Regions from separate parts of the Sus scrofa genome. Here all the other regions are linked to region 4. Evidence: chromatin contacts called from public Hi-C and HiChIP or PLAC-seq data. All regions are on one chromosome and are shown on one strand. Each heading gives the region's core, a stretch centred on a gene start, on an enhancer-like site or on the middle of the called end of the contact. The rest is flanking DNA. Distances are from core to core; before and after follow the strand shown.

The links. Hi-C and Micro-C count contacts between places; a contact is called where the count stands out from the background. HiChIP or PLAC-seq counts read pairs in DNA pulled down with a chosen protein or histone mark.
Region 1: a Hi-C map of subcutaneous adipose tissue shows a contact between it and region 4, with 2.4 times the contacts expected there. The contact joins the enhancer-like site here to the promoter of EN1 in region 4. A contact is called at or near these places in 16 of 47 Hi-C or Micro-C datasets (brain, embryonic fibroblasts, epiblast stem cells and 10 more) and 2 of 2 datasets of contacts at active chromatin or transcription factors (alveolar macrophages and skeletal muscle).
Region 2: a contact with region 4 is called in a Hi-C map of skeletal muscle, with 6 times the contacts expected there. The contact joins the promoter of INSIG2 here to the promoter of EN1 in region 4. A contact is called at or near these places in 2 of 5 promoter capture datasets (fetal liver and fetal skeletal muscle), 2 of 47 Hi-C or Micro-C datasets (epiblast stem cells and skeletal muscle) and 1 of 2 datasets of contacts at active chromatin or transcription factors (skeletal muscle).
Region 3: an H3K27ac HiChIP or PLAC-seq map of skeletal muscle shows a contact between it and region 4, with 6 times the contacts expected there. The contact joins the promoter of CCDC93 here to the promoter of EN1 in region 4. A contact is called at or near these places in 2 of 5 promoter capture datasets (both in liver), 4 of 47 Hi-C or Micro-C datasets (alveolar macrophages, omental adipose tissue, psoas muscle and 1 more) and 2 of 2 datasets of contacts at active chromatin or transcription factors (alveolar macrophages and skeletal muscle).

Annotation. Positions count from the first base shown.
Region 1 is chr15:23,791,547-23,794,720 of Sscrofa11.1, reverse strand. No RefSeq gene overlaps it. Among named protein-coding and RNA genes, the nearest start is that of INSIG2, 120 kb to the right of the region's middle. Within about 2 kb of position 1,775, at least 11 of the 83 cell types and tissues checked have an H3K27ac peak or open chromatin away from gene starts, as enhancers often do. A contact at or near this core is called in retroperitoneal adipose tissue, skeletal muscle and subcutaneous adipose tissue, where this site is marked.
Region 2 is chr15:23,675,093-23,678,620 of Sscrofa11.1, reverse strand. INSIG2 (insulin induced gene 2) reads right to left here and starts at 1,892. Exons shown (of 6, transcript NM_001129968.1): 1 at 1,867-1,892.
Region 3 is chr15:23,591,822-23,595,080 of Sscrofa11.1, reverse strand. It overlaps CCDC93 (coiled-coil domain-containing protein 93), which reads left to right and starts at 1,335. Exons shown (of 24, transcript XM_001927273.5): 1 at 1,335-1,546. The coding sequence starts at 1,505.
Region 4 is chr15:24,407,112-24,410,386 of Sscrofa11.1, reverse strand. EN1 (homeobox protein engrailed-1) reads left to right here and starts at 2,010. Exons shown (of 3, transcript XM_003133282.4): 1 at 2,010-2,928; 2 at 2,931-3,275. The coding sequence starts at 2,695.

The sequences.
Region 1 (3,174 bases), core at 526-3,025, 620 kb after region 4:
CTATTTAGAAGAGAAAGACCCTGGGCCCATTGCCTGGAGTTCAATGCCAGCCCACAGAGGTTCTCTCACCAACCAGAAAGGAAACAGCTGTGGTGACAGATGTTGGTGGTGCTGATTATTTCAGGGCTGTTTGCATTCAGATTTCCCAGGCAGTCTTAGTTTTTTGAAGTCGGGTCTCCTTTGACTGGTTTCCCCAGGTCTTAAGAGTGTGAAAATTAACCAACCCCTGGCCTCATGTATTGCATCCGTCTCCTCACTCTACTCCACAAGCACACAGATAAGGGACATCCACCCACCCTGCCCACACCCCGCACCCACGTGACTTCATCTTGAACAAGAGCAGCAGCCTGGGGGAGAGAAACCTTTTCATTCCTCCTTTAGTTGCTTTGTGTTTTTGTAGGTGTGTAATGGGAAGGTTGGGGTGGTGGGGAATGTCTGGCTTAACCTCATCCAAGGCCAGTTTCTCCAAAAGATGTGCAAACTTCTGATCCTACCAGAGACTTCAACTGAATACCAAAAAGGGGTGTCTTTGTTTCCTCTAAACGGAGTATTTACTTTGAGCTGGTAAAATGAATTAATGAAAGGAAATGACACCTTCAGCTTCTGGGGGAGGGGTGGCAAGAGAAATCAGGGGGTGGGGAATTTTCTTCCCTCCCCTCAAATAAAGGGGAAGATGGGCAGCTGAGGATGGAGAATGTGAGGGAGGGCGGATCCCACAGGGTTCTCTGAAACAGAGGCGGCTAGAAAACAGGTTACTCTTTTCTGGGATTAAAAATTGCTTCATAATACTGTAAGGCCCATGTATATGCAAGCAGTTGGGAGTTATTACCGGGCCTAAAATAGGAAGCCATTCGCTTGATCTTTTGCTTCAATCCTATTAAGGGCCCCCTGGAGCTCGAGAGAGATACCAGCCTGTCATGTCCCTGTTGCTGTGACGACCCTGTCTTTATAGAACAAGAAAGAGAAATGGTAGTGATTGGCAGACCTTGCTTGCCCCCGTATGTAACACAAAGGGCGACAAAACGAAGAGGAAGTGAGGCCCTTCTCCGAGGTCTGACGCTTCTTAACCCTACACCACCTTCCACCTGGCCCAAGGCGTCCCCCGCCCGCCTCCCTCAAAGTGAAGAGAAAGGGTGGGGGTACCACTGGCCTAATGTCCAACGATCACTAGTTATTTTTGTGTGCAATCGCCAGTAATGCCGTAAGGTTAAAAAAAATGCATAAAAGCCTGTCTTCTATCAACTTCTGGAAGCGAGAAAAGGAGCTGATGAAGCATTCCCAGCCCGAGGGCTGGGCCAGCAACATTGTCACCCAGGCACTGTTTGCCCCGATGTTGTGGGGCGGGGGGGTGCAGGTTGGAGGCGGCAGGGGCCTGATAAATCCCACCATATGGTGCCAGACTCTGGCTCTCTGGCCATAAATCACGACCTCCCTTTTCGGGGTTTCTCGCTGGGTTCCTCCGATTGCCGCTGAAGCGGGAAGTGCAAAAGGCCGTTTGTGCCAGTTTTCCCCGCAGCCCACGGCAAGAGGGGCGGGTGGCCCCGAGATCCGCGCGTACAAAGGCCCTGCCCGCCGCTCCGTCGCATCCGGGGCTAGCGTAGCAGAAGGGAAGCCAGCTGACACCAGAAGCCAAGGCATCTGGGTCTGGCCTGTCCCTTCCTAGGAGCTGGTGACCTGGGAGCCTGATACGGCCCGGCCGCTACGGCCCATGAGCCCCCGCAGCCGGGGCGCCAGCTCCGCTACCACGTCCCGCCGCCCAGTAGCCTCGCTGGGCTCTGTCACAGTCCTGGGTCGGTTCGGCCGCTCCCTCCAGCCCCAACCAGGTTTGCAGCCTCATCAGGGCAAACTAAACCCAGAATCGTCGCCGAGGCCCCGGGTGGCCCTGAAATGTACACGGATTAAGGGTCCAAGATGATTTCCGGGGGTGAGAGGGAGCAGCTTTGAGCACAGCGCTCTCGTCACCCTGAGTCTTTGATGGGGTAGAGGAGGGAGAAAGGAAAAGCAAAAAAGAAAGAAAAGTTTCTTTCGGGGGAAACCGTGCAATAGGAAATGAAGATCCGCTCTGTAGTTTAGCTGAAAGGAAACGCTGTCTAATCCTGACATGTATCGCATTTAAAATAAAACTCTTTTATCTTCAGGCGTGCTGAGCCCCCCAAACATTGTTCGGACTCCTACAGGGGGAAAGACGTCATAAAATGAGAATTTGTTTCATTGTGGGTCTCTCTGCCAACAGAAGGCTTTTCAGGGACCGCCAAACAAAGCCGGTGCCAGGAAGGGGGCCTTTCCAGGTGAGCTGGAGAAGAGCTAGCAACTCCCCTCCGGTCCAGGCAACCGCCTTCCCGGGAAATAAGTTGGGAAATAAAACCGGCACTTTCCTCCTCATTAACCCCCCAGTTTCCTTTCCAAGACCCCATCTCCCTCCCTAGTAAATGACAAGCCACTCTCCTCTTAACCCAAGCGCCCTTGGCTTCCCAATAAGCCCGGAAGATTTTTTAAGAAACGATGTTAAAGCTTGAAAATGGGGAGAGCGGGACCTGGGACTCGCAGCCGCCCTGGGTTCAGTGTTGTTGGGGGTTGTTTTCCCTCCTGGCGTGATAAAGGAAAATATTTTCGCTGCACCCTACAAGCTTGTTTTTAATTTCTCTCTCTCTCTCTTTTTTTTTTTTCTTCCAAGAAGCAGATCAAGAAAAACTAATTACAAGGCACGGCACCGAAGTTAAATGAAAATGTAATCCGGCAATACGGAAGCAAATTAATTTTTTAAAAGATAGATTTTAGTTAAGAAAAGAAAAACACCTTGTTCTTTCTGCTAACGTTTGTTAAAACTGGGCTTGGTTTGGAGCTGAAAAATCAGTACTAACCCGAAACTCTGAGGTCATTGTCTTGAGTGCCGGTCTTTAGAAATTCTAATTTGAAAATGTTCAAGCCTTCTTTTGGGGTCTTTGTTTTGGTTTTTACATCGAAAGGTTTGGAGGGGCGGTATTTGTTTTGTTTTGATTTGGTTGAAAAATACTCCGTGTCTGTTTAGCACTAGTGGTCTTGAAAACTGGGAAGATTGGGGGATGGATTTTCTGAAAGTGCCCCAATTGATATTTGACTGAAATAATAATTAAAAAAAAAAAAAACCTTTCTTCCTTCCAGGTGAATGTCACAGCTCTAAAAATGTTCTTGATT
Region 2 (3,528 bases), core at 643-3,142, 730 kb after region 4:
CCTCAACAATAATCCTAGTAAGTAGGTGGGTGTTTTTAATCCTCCTTTTACAAAATATAATAGGTTAAGTAACTTTCTGAGATTATAAAACTGTTACCAGGTAGTACCAGGACTAGCCCCAGGCACTCTGACTCCATGTCTGAAGTAGTTCCCTCCACACATTGCTCTACAATTGCATTTTCTACAAAACACCATACAAAAACAAATTAAGTGCCACACAAGAAATGGTTTTTAAAGGCATGTTGATAAACAACTGTTAATACCAAAATAATACTTTTTTCAAAAATAAAAGAAGAAACTTCCACAGGACATGAAAAATTCTACCTTAGCTCTGACCTACAATTTCTATAAAGTACATTACTGAACAAAAAGAAAAACAGTTCAAGTAATTTGGAGAGATCAACAACAAATCATCAAAATTGGGAAAACATTATTCCCAGTCTATGTGCTGCCTGTCAGTGGGTTGATATTATTACTTTTAGATAAACAAAAGAGGATTGTTAAGTGATTCTGGGTTTTGAGAATGAAAATCAAAGTTTACATTTGCCACTGAAACAACTTCCAAGCAATAGGTATTTGAACACAAATACACAAACAAAAACCATCGTTTGGGAATGATTGTCTGATAACAATGAAAATAAGCTGTCTTTAAAATTAATGATTTGCATTTTTCTTTTCCTTTTCAGCCCACCAAACATAAGAGCAACAGTTGTTAGTTTAAAAAGAATCAACCTCTTTCCCAAATGTTCATGATTCACAGCTTGGTCACTTTATATCAGATATGTACTGAAAACTATAACAAAACACACTATTAAATATAACATCCAGAGAAAGAATGAAGAAAACAGGAAGAGTAGTGGCTATTTTTTTTTCTCTGTGGGGCCCCTATTAGTGGCTCCTTTACTCCTTTTCACTCAATGGTTCTCTCTCAAGGCCAAGCCCCAAAGTTGGAAGACATAACCTGGCCACTGCTTGTCTGCTGTCATTTCTCCTTCACCCAAGACTGGAATGGTGTCTAATCCTCAGCAACACTGCCATACTGACTCCAGCCAGTATCAGTGGACCAGCTGTCAAGCCTATTCATTCCTTCTTGAAGCATTTCCCCACTGATCCTACAAAATAGTAAACTCTTCCTGGGATGTCTTCCTAGACTGTCTAGCTAACACCATACATACATAACTTATTAACTTTTTCCCAACGCTAACTGGACATGGGCCATTATCACTTAGGTTTTAGCACCCCCCCCCATCACACCCACAGTGCTTTTCTTTTCCCGATTGCCACTTCCACTGACCAACTCTTAAAATCCCAGAAAACTATCACCAACCGACTTCTAGTTCCTGGCAAGCATTCTCTCTGGCTTTATCCACACACCGACTCCAAAGGTTTCCAATTCCAATTCAAAAATACCAAAGTCCCGTTCGTCAACCCATTATCAACATACCTGTCGGCGGATTCTAAACTTACTACAATATCTACCTTTAGATTCACCCCCAAATCCTGACAGCTCTGTGCTGGAGAGCTCGCCGACCTCCACCCCGTCAAATCTCCGGGGTCGCCCTTCCCGCCGCCCTCCAGCCTTCTTTCTGCTCCGATACTCTAGCACTGTCCAAGAAGCTTCGGCCTCTCCTAGGAACTCTCCCCGATCCCGCTGTCCCCTTCCGGATCTCGCCTACCCTACCCCAGGTGAGCAGACCACCTCACCCTTCAGGCCCCTTCTATGGTCCTGGCTCCTCGCACTTGCTAAGCAGGTTTCCCAGGCTGCAAAATCGGAAGCGGTTCCTCTTACCGAGAGCCACCCCTTTCCTCAGGTCCCTACCCCCAACAACAAGACACTCGCGCTTCCTGGGAGACCCCCCAACTCACCCCTGTTTCCGCCATCTTCTGGGACCGGCCCCCGCCCCCCTCCGCCGCTTCCTCCTCCCCTCACGTAACTCCGCCTGAGCTTCACTGCGCCTGCGCGGCAGGCGCTGACGCTCTCCCGAAGATAGGGGCAGAAGAACTTCCGGTTTCTACGGGCGCCGAGTAGTGAGCCTGCGAAAGGGGGCAAAAGGACTTCCGATCTCCTTGAGCGTAGCTGCCGGCTACAGGCATGGACTACCTAGTGGTGGAGGCTACCAAATCAGCTGTTGTTTGCTGACCAGGCAGCAGAGGGTTGTGACGAATGCCCAGACCTGCGGGCCGTGTCAGGGAATCGCACAGCAACACACGCATACCCTGTGGGAGGCGAGGCTCTCCACACGTCGCTCCTCTGAGCCAGGATCTGGGCTGCGGCTAAGGATGCTGACTCTCATTTTCTGTGTGCTTTTGCCTGCCTTTGCTCTTTACCTTATTCCTGCATTCCTAAGTCATAACTTCTTTCGAGAAAGAGCGTAGTTGATATTTCTCTCCTTTTCATCCCACAGCATTTTTTCCTGTTTTCATTAATAATCGTTCCCCAAGTTTGACAAAAGCGATTTGTGTACAGTTGCTTTCATAGGAAGAGCTTTAGAGGTTTTCAGCGACGTAGAGAAAATGCAAAGTACAATGCAAAATACAAAAAGGAAATTACAAAGTAGATAAAATTATAATTCCTTGTTGGTTGGAAGTAGTACCGAACCATAATATGGATGAGGTCAGGTTACTGTGTTCTTGAGGCAAGTTTAAGTTGAAGGTTGGGCCTGGAATCCTTGCTTAAGAGATTTGAAAAGAAGCATTAGTTGGTGAAATTCCTTTGTGTTTTTTTTTTTTAACTTTGAACTGATAAATGATAGATGGGTTTGTATGTTTCTGACTTTTTATTGGTACACATATTTCTGAAAATTGAAAGAGAAATTGAATTTGCAACAGAATGCTTCCAAACAAGTATCTATCTGACCTTTCTTGTTTTCTCTAATGTTTCCTGTAACTAAGTCTCTTATGTAGGTTTTTACACTACCAGTAAAAAAAAAATGTGGGTGGATTATACAGAATGGAAATGGAATTTTAAAAAGAAAAGAGAAAAGCACCCAGACAAGAGAGGATTACCTCAAAATATCCCAACATCTGTCATGATTCTCTTTAAAACAACCTGAGTCCCACTCATCTAGGCCATGTCTTCTCTAGGCAAGCTTTCAAACACTTAGAAATTGCCTTCAAGAAAATCCTTAAGGAAAATTTTAACTTGAAAGACCTTTGTTTTAGTTTCAATATTTATTGACTGCAGGGAGGGACAAGACCTAAAAAGCAAGAACCATGTGGCACCAGTTCCTAAGGTTCTTGTATCCAACAGGGTCATTCCTACTGCAGTGTTCTACTTAAGTTTCCCGGCTGTCATGGATGATGTAGTCTTTAAGGAGGCACTGAGTATAGGTAGGCAAATATGATGAGGCTGTGCATTCTGGTGGGAGTCAGAGTTGGAAAAACAGAATAGATGGAGCATGGAGAATGTATTGAGACATGAATTCTGAATCTCAAGGTCATGAATTTAGACCAAATATTTGTTATTATGGAAACATTAAAACTGCATTTTACCTGATGCCAAGATATTAGCTGATTAAGAACTCTGAG
Region 3 (3,259 bases), core at 86-2,585, 810 kb after region 4:
CGGGTCCTTAACCCACTGAGCCACCAGGGAACTCTGAAAGGACAATTTTAAGATTACAAAAATAACACATTTGGGAAGTTATGAGAATGGGCTCATTAGAGAGCACCTGAGTTTCACTGGCTTCACAGTGTCTGAGAACAAAATGTCACACAACACAGGCAAATGAGTTCTCATAATACCTTAATTAGCATATTCAAATTCATCAAATTGTTGGGGACTGGGGGTTGGCACACAGTTTCATTAGCAATATTTACTAACTATATTTTAAAAGGAAATGGTCATTCTCTTCCAACCACTTGTTATACTCTGGTTCAAGAGAAATTTCTGTTCTGTCAGGATAAACTCCAGGAAGGGTACAAAAGGCACAAATCATTTTTTCAAGAACAAGCATTAACTGAGTACCAACTTTTTAAGCTGCTAAGAATGCAGAAAGGTACATACACACACACATGCACACAAAAACTTCTTTGATCCCAACGGGCTCATAGACTCTTCCCGCTCTGCCCTTCCCACCTTACACACACACACACACACACACACACACACACACAGGGAAGGATCTTTTCTACAGCAAGTTTTCACACGTCACCTCTTTCTTCAACGAGGGGGGAAAAAAAAAAAAAAAAAAAAAAAAGCCTGGTGAAGCCATTATGGAGCAGGTGCGAGGCGCTTGTGACCAGGGACACTATTCTTGCATTTCTGCCATTCCCTGGGGCAGACAAGGGGTGCTTCACCCAAGTGGTGTAGCTAAAATTACGTCAGTACCATTGCCAAATTCTCAGAGATGATCTTCCCCTCAGAAGTTGGGGATGGTGGAGGTGAGGGTGGAGGTCATTTATCCCAACGTTTTACCAGGGAACAAGATGCTCTGGCTCGGACAATGGGAAGGCAGCGAGTGTGAAGAACCCATTTTCCGGGACGTGGTTCCTTGGTCCATATATGAAGTTTGCCCAAATGAGCATTAATCAGGGGACAACCCTACTCTGAGTGAAACCAGGACCAGTCTGCGTCTGCAAGCTCATCAGTGCTCGGACACTGACCCGGCAGCAAGGGGGCTGAAGCCCGGCTAGCATAGAGGACCGAACCCACTCGGAGCATCCGATGCCCGTGAGAAGCAAAGAGGAGAGCCAGGATGCCAAATTTCCCCAAGACAGAGAAGTAGTCCTTTCACAAAGCACCTCAGAGGAAAATACAGAGCCCCGGCCCGAAGGTTCCGCAGAACAACGCGTCAGGGAGCCACACTGCAAAACATTCCCCCAGCCCGCCTGGGCCCGGGCCTCGCCCGCAGCTCTGGCGCAGGCGTAGTCGCGTCTTGCTCCAGCCCCCTCAGTGCGCATGCTCCGCCGAGCTGCTGCGCTCCCGGCCGGCGGCGGTGGCAGCGGCGGTAGCGGCGGAGGAAGTTCTCGCTTTGCACTCCACCCCGGTAGCAGCTTTGGGGCCGAGGACAGCTTCCTCTGGACGCTCGGTGGGCTTAGCTGCAGCCTCACGGCGGTCCGACGGGATCATGGGGTTGCCCAAGGGGCCGGAGGGCCAGGATCTTCCGGAGGTAAGGAACCTCCCCTTTCCCTGACACGTCGGGGTATTTGAAAGTGGGCCGAGCTGGCGGGGCCGCAGGCTCTTGGGGTTCCCGCTGCGTTTAGGGCGCCCCGCCCCCCTCCTCAGGTGTGTTCACCGCCCGGGGCACACACAGCTAGGGCCCGAGCAGGTCCCCCAAGCGTGAGTGTGGGCGGGGACAAACTTCTGCGGGTGCCGGGTCTCCTGGGACGGAGGGAGCCTTCCCAGCCCAATACCTGCCCCGACTCAGCCCCAGGCGCCGCGGGGCCCGGGGTCCCACCTCTCCCCCTTTCCGGGGCAGTCTCCCCCCTTACCCGCGCCGCACGGCTTCCGCTGAGAACCCTGTCTGCTGCGCCCAGGAGTCACGAGACACGCGCTGGGACGGTCCGGGCTCGGGTTGTGCAAAGGGCGGTGACCTTGTGGCGCCCGCCGCAGCCTCCTGGGGCCCACGGGGCCCCGGAGGCCAGCACTCGCCGCCTTGGTGTCGGGGGAGAATGCCACTCTGTATTTGCCCCCACCTCCGGCCCGGCCGGCAGGAGGAAGTTTGGAAGCCTTGCGCGCACTGGGTTTTGGCCGGGCGGGTCAACGTGCCGCGGTGTCCCGAGTGGCCACGAGCTCGCTGGTGGTGCTCAGTGGCCAGGCGGAAACGCCACTGCTTCTCCAAAAGATAACGGGTGCTTTTCCTTCCAGATGTGTTTATTATTAAGTACTCGATCCTGAGGGACAGTATGATCCTTGGTTTCTGGATTCACAGGTACATTGGCTGGAAAGACAGGAAAAGTGCATTTCCTTTTGGCAGCAAAAGTCACTTAGCTCGGTGGTTTGCATCTGTCTTCTATTCCAGTGGATTTACTCAAGAGCTAGTCTAGTTTACTAGATTCTTGCAAGAAATGGAATGCACACGGCACCTCTGTCCTCCTGCTAAGGTTCTGAGGCAGGCATTTGGCCAGGAGAGTGGATTCCTTTACTTGGTGCATGGCCTGGGTCTCTCAGAGTCAGTGGCCAATCTTGTTTCTTTGCTCCCCTCCCCATATCCTCAGTTCTTAAATGTCACTAGTACCCACTAATTAAGGAAGCACTGTTCTGTACATAAAAGCTAGAGAGGTAGTGATTGGAAGGATAGGCTTATCTATCAGTGGGTGCTCTCAGAATGCACATCTGTTTTGTTGTTATCTTAGGAAAACCTAGTAAGTGTAATTTTGTTAGAACCCTTGTATTAGGTAAAACCTGATATGCACGTTGCTTTGATGGGACCAGAGATTGTAAAGGATAGAATCTGTACTTTGAGGTGATTTGATTTAAATTTTTCTTTCTTGTTTTACAACTTATTTTTCAGCTTTTCTGAGGTATAATTAACAAATAAAATTGTAGATATTTTAAATGTACAATATGATAATTTCACATATACACTGTAAAAAGACTCCCCTCGCTGAACTGACACATCCATCACCTCACATACTGACCTTTTGGGGTGGGGGAATTAAGCTTTACACAGTGGATTTCAGTTATACAATATAGTGTTACCACTAGATCCTCAGACCTTATTTATCTTATAACTGAAAGTTTGTACCCTTTTGTAAAAAGGGACCTCTCCCTATGTCGTCCACTCTCAGCCTCAGGAAACCACTGTTAGATTCTCTATTTATATGAGTTTGACTTTTTCTTTTCTTTCCTTTTTTTTAATATTCCACTTATTAGTGGTACC
Region 4 (3,275 bases), core at 761-3,260:
ACCGCGGCGCACAAAAGCTACGCGGCTAAATAGGATATTGATAGTGTCCTAATTAGAATTTAATTAAGTACCCATGCTCGCTTGCGGGATAAAGATTTCAATTTTGCGAACTTAAATATAAATAAAATCCCACCTCCATTTCGGGGAGAAAAGGTGGGGGCACCGGGAGATTTCGGGGCGCTCTTGGGTGTAGAACTGAGGAGGACCCCGGAGACTCCCAGGTGGGACTCGGGGGAGGCTTGGGAGATTTGAGGAGGTCATATTGGGCTTGCTTTGGAAAGTGGTTCTCGCTGCTTCCGGGCCGCCGGGCAGTTCTAACTAGGAACCTGAACCCCGAGTATCGGAAGACCCTCGGCTGACCAGAAGCCTAAGCCAGCAATACTAACTTCCGAACTCCCGCTCTCCACCAGTCCCTTGGGGAAACTCTGGCTAGTGTGGCGGTTAGGCTAGTTGTGGTTTTCGTTTTATTTTCTTCCTAAACCTCTGTGACTTTTCTGGGCACAGGGACATTATTTTGCATGTTTCCATTAGACAATATTCCCAGAGATCCTTTCTCTGTCGTCCCAGTTAAGGATGGCGATCAGGGAACTCCAAGATAACATCCCTGCGAAGGCCTTAATTGCCAGACCTTTTCTAGCTACTCTCTAGGTACGCAAGTTTCAGAACACTGTCGGACCCTGGCCCTCCAAAAAGGCTCAAAGTCTCCGACGACAAACCCCTCCCATGTCCAGCGCCTCACCTCCCTCTACCCCGTTCCTGGCAATGGAAAAACTCCTCGACCAGGAATCTGCTCAGCGAAAATGCCCAGAGACTGCAGATGGATCTCCGTGAGCGTGGGAGCAGCAGGGGGCCCCTGCAGTTCCCCTAAAGCTTGAGAAGAATATGCGGAACAAGAGCGAGGAGTCTCAACGGAGATGGGAGCAATCCCAGGAAAATCTGGGCAACTGTGGGAAACCTGTCCAGCTGGCTAGGGCAAATACCTGGGGTGCAGTGCTTTTTTTATTTGTCGAATACACTTTGTAGGGAAATCTAATACGGAGGTTGCCCTCAGCCCAAAAGTTGGGGCCTCGCGCGCATCCACATCCCGCCTCGTTTGTCTAGGGGCCCGCCCAGGACAACTCTAAGATGCCCAGACGGCTTCGACTCAGGCGGCCAAGAAAGGAACAGGCGCCCGGTGCGACTGGCGCTCGGGCTCTCTCGCGCCCTCTGGGCCTGGCTTAATGGCGGCAGGACAGCTCCCGGGGTTGTCGAAGGTCCGGACGGGGAAGGACGTAGGTACGGACACCCAGAGAAGGACACACAGGGTAGCCGGCCAGCGTGCACTGCAAACCTACAGACGATGCGAGCTAGGGGCAGCTGGCCTCTCGGCTTTGCTGTTTGTGAAAAATAAACTGCCCCTCTGAAAGTAACCAACTCTAGGTCTGTTTCACATCTCCGACTCTTCCCGTTCTCACTCCTTCCCCTCTACTACACAGACACACAGACACATAGACACACGGACACACACACACACGTACGCACACACACATGCACACACCCTGACAGTGCCAGCAACCTTTCACCCTTCATAACAGCAAGAAAAAGCACGAGAGAGAAAATAAAAGGCTGAGTTGCTTAGCCAAGAGGTTACCAAAAGAGCTGAGGCCCCTGCCTCCTGACCCTGCGCCCCGCGCGCACGCACCCATAATCCTGCACTTCTCCAACAAGTTGTTTATGGAGTTGCTTCTCTATTTGCCTACACCCCAAAATCCACCCTTTCTCGGTCTCCTTTGCCCCTTCCTCCGTCCTGGCCTGAAAGAGGGGGAGGGGCGCGGGTGCGGGTGGGGGAGGGCGGGCCGGACGCGCGGGGCCGGGACCGCGGCGCCCCCTCTCCGCCCGCGGCCACCGCCCCCGGATTATTTATCCGCAAAGTCCCGCGAGCGCCTATTGGGCAGAGGCCCGGGTGTCAGCGCGAGTCCTGGCTCGCCATTGGCCCCGCACACGTGCGGCCCTGACTCACGTGCTTCCGGTTTGAAGGCAAAAAGTGTGCCTGGGTGATTTTTTTTTTAAGCGAGAGAGTTTGTGCAAAGATCCGAGCTGTCAGAGATTTGAAAAAAAAAAAAAAAAAAAAAAAAAAAAAAAAAAAAAAGGCAGCCCGGGCGCTGGCGGAGACGCGCTCTCCCTGCAAAAAAAGCAAAGGCGATTAAAGGCGCTGCCAGCCTCGCGCTCTGGGCACAGCTGAGCGTGACACTCGGGGAAGTCAAACCCCTCACTACTGCTTACGAAGATGGCTAGACTTTAAAGACTATTTTTTATCTTTAAGAAAACATTTCTTGGAGATTTTATTTTCTTGCTTGCTTTTTTCTTTTCTTTTTTTTTTTCCTTTCTTTTTGGCCGTGGCTTACTCCCCATTTAAAACAAATCATTGAATCTGGTTGCAGAAAGAAAAAAAGAAATAGCCAAGTGTCTCCATATCTGGATGTCTACAAATTAGAGAGAGGGAGAGACAGCGAGATCTATCTGCTCGATAATAGCAAGCGATCCAGGCCAGGCGCCTGGGCTTTTTTTTTCCTGCACTCGCCCGGTGCCTTCGTTGGGGCTTCGCCGGCCTCCTTCCTCCGCGCACCCCCACGGGCCGCTGGCAAAGTGGGGTGGGGAGCGAGGCGCGGGGGGGCGGGGGCCGGAGCGGCGGCCGTGGCGGCGGGGCGGCCGAGCATGGAAGAACAGCAGCCGGAACCTAAAAGTCAGCGGGACTCGGGCCTCGGCGCGGCGGCGGTGGCGGCGGCCCCGGGCAGCCTCGGCCTGAGCCTTAGCCCCGGCGCGAGCGGCAGCAGCGGCAGCAGCGGCAGCGATGGAGACAGCGTGCCGGTGTCCCCGCAGCCCGCGCCCCCCTCGCCGCCCGCGGCGCCCTGCCTGCCGCCCCTGGCCCACCACCCGCACCTCCCCCGCATCCCCCGCCCCCGCCGCCGCCGCCTCAGCATCTCGCGGCGCCTGCTCACCAGCCTCAGCCCGCGGCCCAGCTGCACCGCACCACCAACTTTTTCATCGACAACATCCTGAGGCCGGACTTCGGCTGCAAAAAGGAGCAGCCGCCGCCACAGCTCCTGGTGGCGGCGGCAGCCGGAGGAGGCGCAGGAGGAGGCCGGGTAGAGCGTGACAGAGGCCAGACCGGCGCAGGTAGAGATCCTGTCCACCCGCTGGGCACCAGGGCGCCAGGCGCCGCCTCGCTCCTGTGCGCCCCGGACGCGAACTGTGGCCCACCCGACGGCTCCCCGCCAGCCGGCGGCGGCGGCGGC